2 separate regions of the Gossypium hirsutum genome follow, and region 2 is linked to region 1. A link is a contact called in public Hi-C data. All regions are on one chromosome and are shown on one strand. The core of a region is the stretch at or near the end of the contact, and the rest is flanking DNA. Distances in the headings are between cores, read along the strand shown.

Region 1 (3,862 bases), core at 938-3,437:
TCCATTGGATGTGCATATTGCCATGGGTGAAGAAGAGGAACACTTGCCCGTGCTGCAGGTTTCAGCTTCCCAGTGATGATATATTCGGAGAGATCCAACGGCTGTGGGGAATCCTGGTCAAGGCGAGTGGCAAAAGTGTTGATGATGAATGGACATGATTGTATATGAGTGGTAACACGGGATATTTGGAGTAATGGGGAATGGGGAGGTGTTTCAGAGTGAAAGGCTGAGATGAATTGGGTGATGAAGATCACTTGTTTAATGACAAGGACGCATGTGGTTGGGTTTATACTATCATACCCTCTTACTGATTTAATTCTGTATCTATCCATATAAATTCACTTGATATAATTAACAAATTTTGTTGTTCCTTGATTGTACGGTTAGAAGGAGCATTCTAAACCTGCTTTAACCAATTAAATTATATACTTTTAACCTTATAAAAATATAATTTCACCATTTTAATAAATTACATTTTTATAATTTTAAAATATTAAATCAAATTTTTATTATTTTTGAAGATCAAATTACCAATTTAAAATTTTATAAATTACAAAAAACTTAAATAAAGAATTTTCAATTTTAATAACACTGCATATATACAATGGATTTACATACTCGTTTAATTTGATGTTTTTTTTTTTATTATTCTCATATTTTACTTTCATTTTAATATTTCACCATTCTTATTATTTTGAATGTAAAAATATTATAAAGGTCCCTATATTAAAAGTCGGATTACATTTTGTTCCTTTTACTCAAAAAATGATAAACTAATCATTGTCTGCTAGATCAAAGAGCAAACTTTTCCTTTGGTTAAAAGTTTTGTCTATTTCTACTTTTAAAAATTGGTCGGGATAAGGTACATGTGGCATGCCATGTGTCACTATCTAATTATTCTCTCAACCACGCTAACTTTTTATGGTACAAATGGACAAAAATTTTTAATAAAGGGCCAGTTTAGTCTTTAATCTAATATAAAATGACTAATTTACAACGACAAAATGCAATTTAAATCCTTGTACTTTTCACCTTATTTTGAATCTCATCTTGGGGTAAGATAGCTTGAAGATATAAAAAAACTAGTCCACTCAGGCATTAATTGATGGGCTCATTGGGTAAGAATATGAGGGTCAAATGGACCAAACTCGGGTTTACTAACCCTGCTTCAGTTGGGCCTCCTTTCCTTCAATGTCCGAGGTCCAGGAGATGATGATGAGTGTACTTAAAGCTGTAGGATTTGGGTATTCATATCCATCACAGGGAAAGATATGTTGGTACAGATAACATATATATATATATAAAGAAACAGTGTAAAATAAGTAAAACTGGGTTTGTTTGAGTGAAGTGAAAGCCAATTTCCCATTCTCTGGAATCATGTAATTATAATTATGCCATATGATTATACTCCATTTTCACTTTATTGCCCATGCCCATGCCTTTATTAATTATATAAGAATTGGGATAATTAAAAGAGAGAGAGAGAAGGAAAGAAAAAGATATATGAGGGGGATCACGTGACAGAAGCAGGTAGAAAGCCCGTGATGTTATTTCAAAATTTGAATGCTTGTAATAATAAATGCTACGCATGTCATATTATCTGTTGTTTCCTAGGGTATTTATTTTATAACATCTAATTTCTACGTTTGAATATACATCTTTGAGACAATTTTGATTGCTGTTTCCAATCATATCTAAAATTAAACCAAAATCGGAATAATGAATCCAAGATACTAAATGTGCCGTAAATTTGTAACTCTACTAAAAAAAGGTAAATTAATCTTTATTCATTGAATTAAAAAATAAATTGATCTATTTTTACTATTTAAACCTGTTATGTCAAACAAAAAAACCAAACAGTAATATGTTGCATGTCTCGTATATCTTATGCTGATATATAAAAACTTATTTTTAACCATAAAAATAAATGAAATTTCAAAAAAAAATTAATTTAATTGATCAAGTGCAATTCAATCCTTAAATAAAAATGGAAAAAGAGAGGAAGGTTGGACGTAAAAAAACCTCCTTATGCTAACGTAAAATACAAAATGGAATTAAAACAAGACTAATGAGATAAAAATAAAGAAATATAAATAAAGTTGGGGTTGAAATTCCATATTCTGTCTAAAATTTACAAAGATTAAATTACTTATATATATTTTTGAAGTATCTGATATTTTTACCGTAAATGGACACATTCTATAGTTCAGTGGATGAAATATATAAAGCCAATTGAGGGGACGACGGGAAAGAGTCCAAGCAAGCCTTGATCTTGGATTTCCAACACTGCTAGCTGACTGAGGTTTTTTTTTTTTTTGGATGGAGCCATCGGTAAAGATTCTTCTTTCCAAGTGGGAAACATAAACAAATTTCAAATTTTGAAACAAAAAAAAAAAGGTGAAAAACAAGAAGAAGAACACCATTGCTTACTGCAGGCTAAAGCTTACTTTTGTTGCCATTTTTTTGTACAATCTTCTTAGTCAACTCTGATCTGTTGTTGGTGACATTCAAGAATCGAAGTCATTGCAAGTTAAGATCAGTGTACAATGCAAATGGTTGCTTGCAACAAAGAAGACATCAAATGCAGGTGGGTTCTTCATTTTTCTTTTTCTTTTTCTTTTTCAAGTTGTGATTGTCGCCTGCTTCAGAATCTAAGGTGGGTTTCCTTGTGTTTTAGTGAAAAGAGAGTGGGAGGAGATGATGGGATGAGAACTGTAGAATGCTTGAGAGGGAGGCTCCTTGCTGAGAGACAAGCATCAAAGATTGCAAAACAAGATGCTCAACTTATGGAAAGTAAGGTCAGTTTTTTGATCTTTCAATTTGGGTTTTGAACATTTTGATTATGTTTTGAAGAGCAAAGATCTGAATTTTTTGTATGACGTTTGTTTTGTTGTTGTTGAATCTGCAGCTGCTAGAACTTGAGAACAAGCTGAAAGAAGAGACCAAGTTACGGAACAAAGCAGAGAAGAGGTTCAAGTTGTTGAAGAAGAAGCTTGAATCCCTAAAAATATTGCCCAATTTAGATGAATCAGAGAAGTCAAGTTCATCTGAGAGCTCTACAGTCTCTAGTGTTTCATCTGCAAGCAGTTCAGGTACTCAACACCCTCAAGATGCAGTCCCAGAAATCTTAAAAAATGTGGAGGGAAGTGCATCAGACGCCAATCCATCCATAAAAAGCTTTGAAATTTGTTCCAATGAAGAAAATTCAACTCCTCCAGGGACTAGTACTAAATCTGATACAAGGTACTCACTTTGATTCCCTCATTTCTACTCCTATCCCTAGTGTAATACACTATAATCAAGATCATTTAATACCATTCATTTGATCAGTTGTTCAAGCTTGAAAGCTTCAACAATGGAGATTAACATGATGAATGGAAGAAATGAGACTAGTGAGGATGATGAGTATGTTGATAACTCATTGGCATTAGTTCCTTTGAATCTCCCAGAAACCAAGGTAGCACTTGAGATAAACATAGAAGTGAGCAAAAGTATAGGTGAAGTTCTTGATAATCTAAGGCATGCCAGGGAAAGAATTCAGAGCACAATGGAAAGAAGACAAATGATTAGGGTTGGGGCCATCTTGAATTAATACATGTAAACACCAATTATTGTCCCATTTTAGATAATAAAACAGCAAGTGACAGATGTTTTGTTTGCTTGCATTGGAGCAAAATGGCATGACATATATAATGTAAAAGTGCATAATATATTAGCTTGTAGTTTGTATATTTATATTACCTTGATAAGATTAGTTTGTTGGTGGTAAAAGGTTCCCTTTCATAGCATGTGAGGTAGGGGATGTGAGTACATTGAGTTGGCCCCCAAAGTTTGGCCACATCAACTTTTTCATATCCTCCTC
Region 2 (3,862 bases), core at 759-3,258, 170 kb before region 1:
ATAAGGATACTTTACCTTTGAGTCAGTTATAATTTTTATTATAATTTAAGTATTCATATTTCATATATGAAAATGTTAATAAATTTGAGTTTATGCATTCCATATATTTCATATATTATAATATTAATTACTTAATAAATTATTGTTTAATACTTTTATTATAAAGTAAGTTTAGATATTCCATATATAATATTGTCTAAAATGAACATTTTATCTTCTTCAAACTTTTTAAAAGCACATTTACACAGCAGTTCTCAACCTCGGTTTAGTAATAGTTTCTTTTAGCATATTACTAAAATAAAAGTGTAAAATCAGCTCCAACCTCTTCTATTGTTGACTGGTTACGGAAGCAGAAGCACAAATAAGCCACTACTTGGATCTATAAACCGACTAACCTATCATAATTCTCACCCACATTAAGCATCAAAGGTTATAATACTTACTCCCAAGTAATCTCTACATAATGCTTGAGAATAAATGTATGCTAAACAGTACTTACAAAGATTCCAGGATGTGGTAAAAGATATTAGAACATGATAGCTATAAATATTAGAAGATGATCATTTCTAGAGAGGTGCTCGATACCCTGTTATATGTATTGTACATAAATCAAACGTGCCAACAGAATTCAACCTACAAGCAAATCAAGAAAACCATACCTCGACACCGGCACCTCGATGATAATCCATAGCTAAGGTTTCAGCTGTCCTTTTCCCTTCATCATAGCAACTCCTCTCGCCTAACCAGATTAAGCCAAACGATAACAATAGACGACATGAATAGGAAAACAAGCAACCAAAACAAATAATTGTTGTAGCACTAGCTACTTTACCAATTGGATTGACATTTCCCCAATAGGTCTCTTTCTGTGGATGCTGAAGCGGATCGCCATAAACCTCACTCGTGCTTGTCAGCAAAAACCTAGCCCCAACTCTCTTTGCAAGCCCCAACATATTAAGCGTACCCATCACATTTGTCTTGTAATTCACTAAGTCAAAGGATCTCAAATTGACATAAACATGACAGAAACAACATTAAAATCCAGAAAAATAAATATGGTAAACCGAAATTGGCATAAACAATGGCAAAGGATATGATAGTCTTGACAGGATTGTATTTATAATGAACGGGAGACGCAGGGCAAGCTAAATGATAGATCTGATCCACTTCTAAGAGAATTGGCTCAACCACGTCGTGTCGAATGAGTTCGAACATGAGATTCCCGAAAAGATGAACCAAATTGTCTTTCCTCCCCGTGAAGAAATTATCAAGAACAATCACCTCATCGCCTCTAGCAATTAGCTTATCAACAAGATGACTCCCAACGAACCCAGCCCCTCCCGTGACCACGACCCTCATTCTCCGCCGTCCGATCCCAACAGGTACCCGCCCCACCTTTCCATAAACGGGCCTGTTCGTACCGGATGAAAAGGAAGCCAAGGAGTCTTGGTTATCGGAAACAACGGAGACGCCGGAGGAGACGGTGTTGTCCTTGGAGAAAGATCTGCGTATGGGGGAATGGGCATCGGTGGGACCCAAACGAGACAAACTGGGTTGTAGGATGAAAAAGGTGGAACCAATCAAAATGCCGATGAGGATAAAAAGAAGGCGTTGTTCTTTGAAGAGATAGTTAATGGATCTAGGGATAGATTTGGGGTGTTTTAAGGATTTGGGTGAATAAGGAGGCGTTTGTGTTGATGGGGTCTCCTCATCCGGCCTATGGTTCATGCTAGATTGCTTGTGCAACTGTTTCATGGCTTTTTTATTTCTTGGTTTTCTTGTTCTTTCTAGAGGGGGAGAAATGAAGGAGCCTTTAGAATAATTTGTTTTTCCTTTTGGATTTTTTCATTTAATGGAGAGTTGAAAACGAATGTAGAAGGTGGAAGGCTGGAACACGTTTCAATGATTCACTGGTTTTTAGCACCAAACGTAACTGGAGATGGACGAGAGAGCTGGAGAAGGAATGTAGATAGAGAGAGAGAGGGGGTGGGGGTGGGGGGGAGGGGGGTGGGATGGGTCGTTTTGCTTAAAAGGAAACGTAGTCATATGATCCAAATTTTACTCATTTTATTTGTGGACGTACGCACACTCACCGAATCCATCAGGCCATCACCCAGGCCTACCCCAAATGCGTATTGCACCATTGGGCTGCAAACCCGATGCCTAAGTGAAGTAATCCCCGCCCCATTTCATGGCTCCAATTAAATGTTATTTTCTTGGTGTAAGTTGAAAACTATTGATTAAAATTTTGAAAAAAAATTATATTAACATGTTTTTAATTTGGTCACATAAAAAGTTTTTTACAATTTGGTCATTGTTATTAGAGAATTCTCATCAAACGGTTGATTATGCACACCACATCATCACTTTTTACTTTATTTTTTTTTTACCTCCATTACCGTTCATCATCTTCTTCCCCTTCATGCCATCCCCTACGTCCATCATTCTTCCTTTTTTTTTCTTCCTTAATTCGTAGCTTCCAACCACCGCACCATTCCTTCCACCACCCAACACTAATAAACTAAATTTAACATTATGCTTATATTTTTTAGATTGATTATTAAAAAATTGATTTATAATCCAATATTTATAACATAAATATTGATCACTATTGATAATTTCAATTTGTCACAATAATTTATATTAATTTATAATTTTTATAAAAAAATTTAATTAATCAAATCCATCACACATCTCTCACCTAATACTAACATTATTTATATTTTTAATTTGGCATAATGACTTATTTGACCTTCCAATTTAACAAAAAAATTCATTTTAGTCTTCCATTTAATTTTTCTTAACTCTTAGCTCTTAAACTTTTTTTTTTATCAAATCATCCCAAAATAGATGGAAAAATTAACATTTTTCAACTTTGTAGACTTGACATACATGTGGATTGGCACATGAATGACACATTAACATTTATTTATTTTTAAAATTTTAAAATCATTAAAATTATTTAAAAATGAGTAAAAACATATTTTTTAAAATTTAAAAAATCAATTAAATGCTGACATGTTATCATATGACAATCCATATGTATGTCATGTCTGTATAGTTAACAAACGGTAACTTTTTCAAAAATAATTCCGAAACTCTATGACCATAATTGGGATGGAATATAATTTTCATTAAATATTTGTCACAAGTTGGTTAATAAACTTGTGATAGTGAATGATTAAGTTTAAAATGTTAATTCTATCGCTAACTGTCACTAACTTATGATTGATAGTTTATATAATTTGATGGTATAAAATGACAAATCTTTGTGTCACCAGTGGCGGATACGGCTTCAACCCTTCTAAAATAGAAAATTTTTCATTTAAGTCATTTATAATTTATAAAATTTTAAATTAATAATGGTAAAATTGTACTTTAGCCTCCTAAAAATAATAAAAATTTGATTTAATCCTTTAAAAATCATAAAAAATATAGACTATTAAAATGACTAAATTACATTTTTACTATCGTAAAAATGTACAATTTATTTCCGCCCCTAAAAAAAATTTCTGACTCCACTACTATGTATCACTGTGAAGACTTTTTTCAACTAGTGAATGGAGAATAGAAAAGATGTGATTTTGATGGTGGACTTTTTGTAATATTAACTATATAATTTTTGAAATTAGTAAGAATAATTGAAAATATGATGTTTAGAAGTTTAAAGAAAGTTGAGGAGGATAAGGATGGTATTTTTTATGAGAGGATTGTTGAAAAATTTTGGGAAGGGGTTGTATGCAGCTGGGATTGGTACAAATAGATAGGAATGGAAACCCTAGCTAGAAAAGGGTTTTCTGACCCTTATTTTCAAGTTTTTGTAATTTTTCATTTTAAGGTCATATCATTTGTATTTTTTGCC

Evidence for each region. Hi-C and Micro-C count contacts between places; a contact is called where the count stands out from the background.
Region 2: a Hi-C map of leaf shows a contact between it and region 1, with 2.6 times the contacts expected there. The contact joins the promoter of LOC121202973 here to the promoter of LOC107899261 in region 1. A contact is called at or near these places in 2 of 34 Hi-C or Micro-C datasets (both in leaf).

The regions. Positions count from the first base shown.
Region 1 is chrD04:43,511,030-43,514,891 of Gossypium_hirsutum_v2.1, reverse strand. LOC107899261 reads left to right here and starts at 2,187. Exons shown (of 4, transcript XM_016824931.2): 1 at 2,187-2,587; 2 at 2,678-2,798; 3 at 2,909-3,243; 4 at 3,450-3,731. The coding sequence starts at 2,547. The coding sequence ends at 3,468. It overlaps LOC107899262 (E3 ubiquitin-protein ligase SGR9, amyloplastic), which reads left to right. Exons shown (of 1, transcript XM_016824932.2): 1 at 1-375. The coding sequence ends at 158.
Region 2 is chrD04:43,679,517-43,683,378 of Gossypium_hirsutum_v2.1, reverse strand. It overlaps LOC121202973 (UDP-glucuronic acid decarboxylase 1), which reads right to left and starts at 2,008. Exons shown (of 6, transcript XM_041091206.1): 1 at 1,096-2,008; 2 at 833-980; 3 at 660-739. The coding sequence starts at 1,755.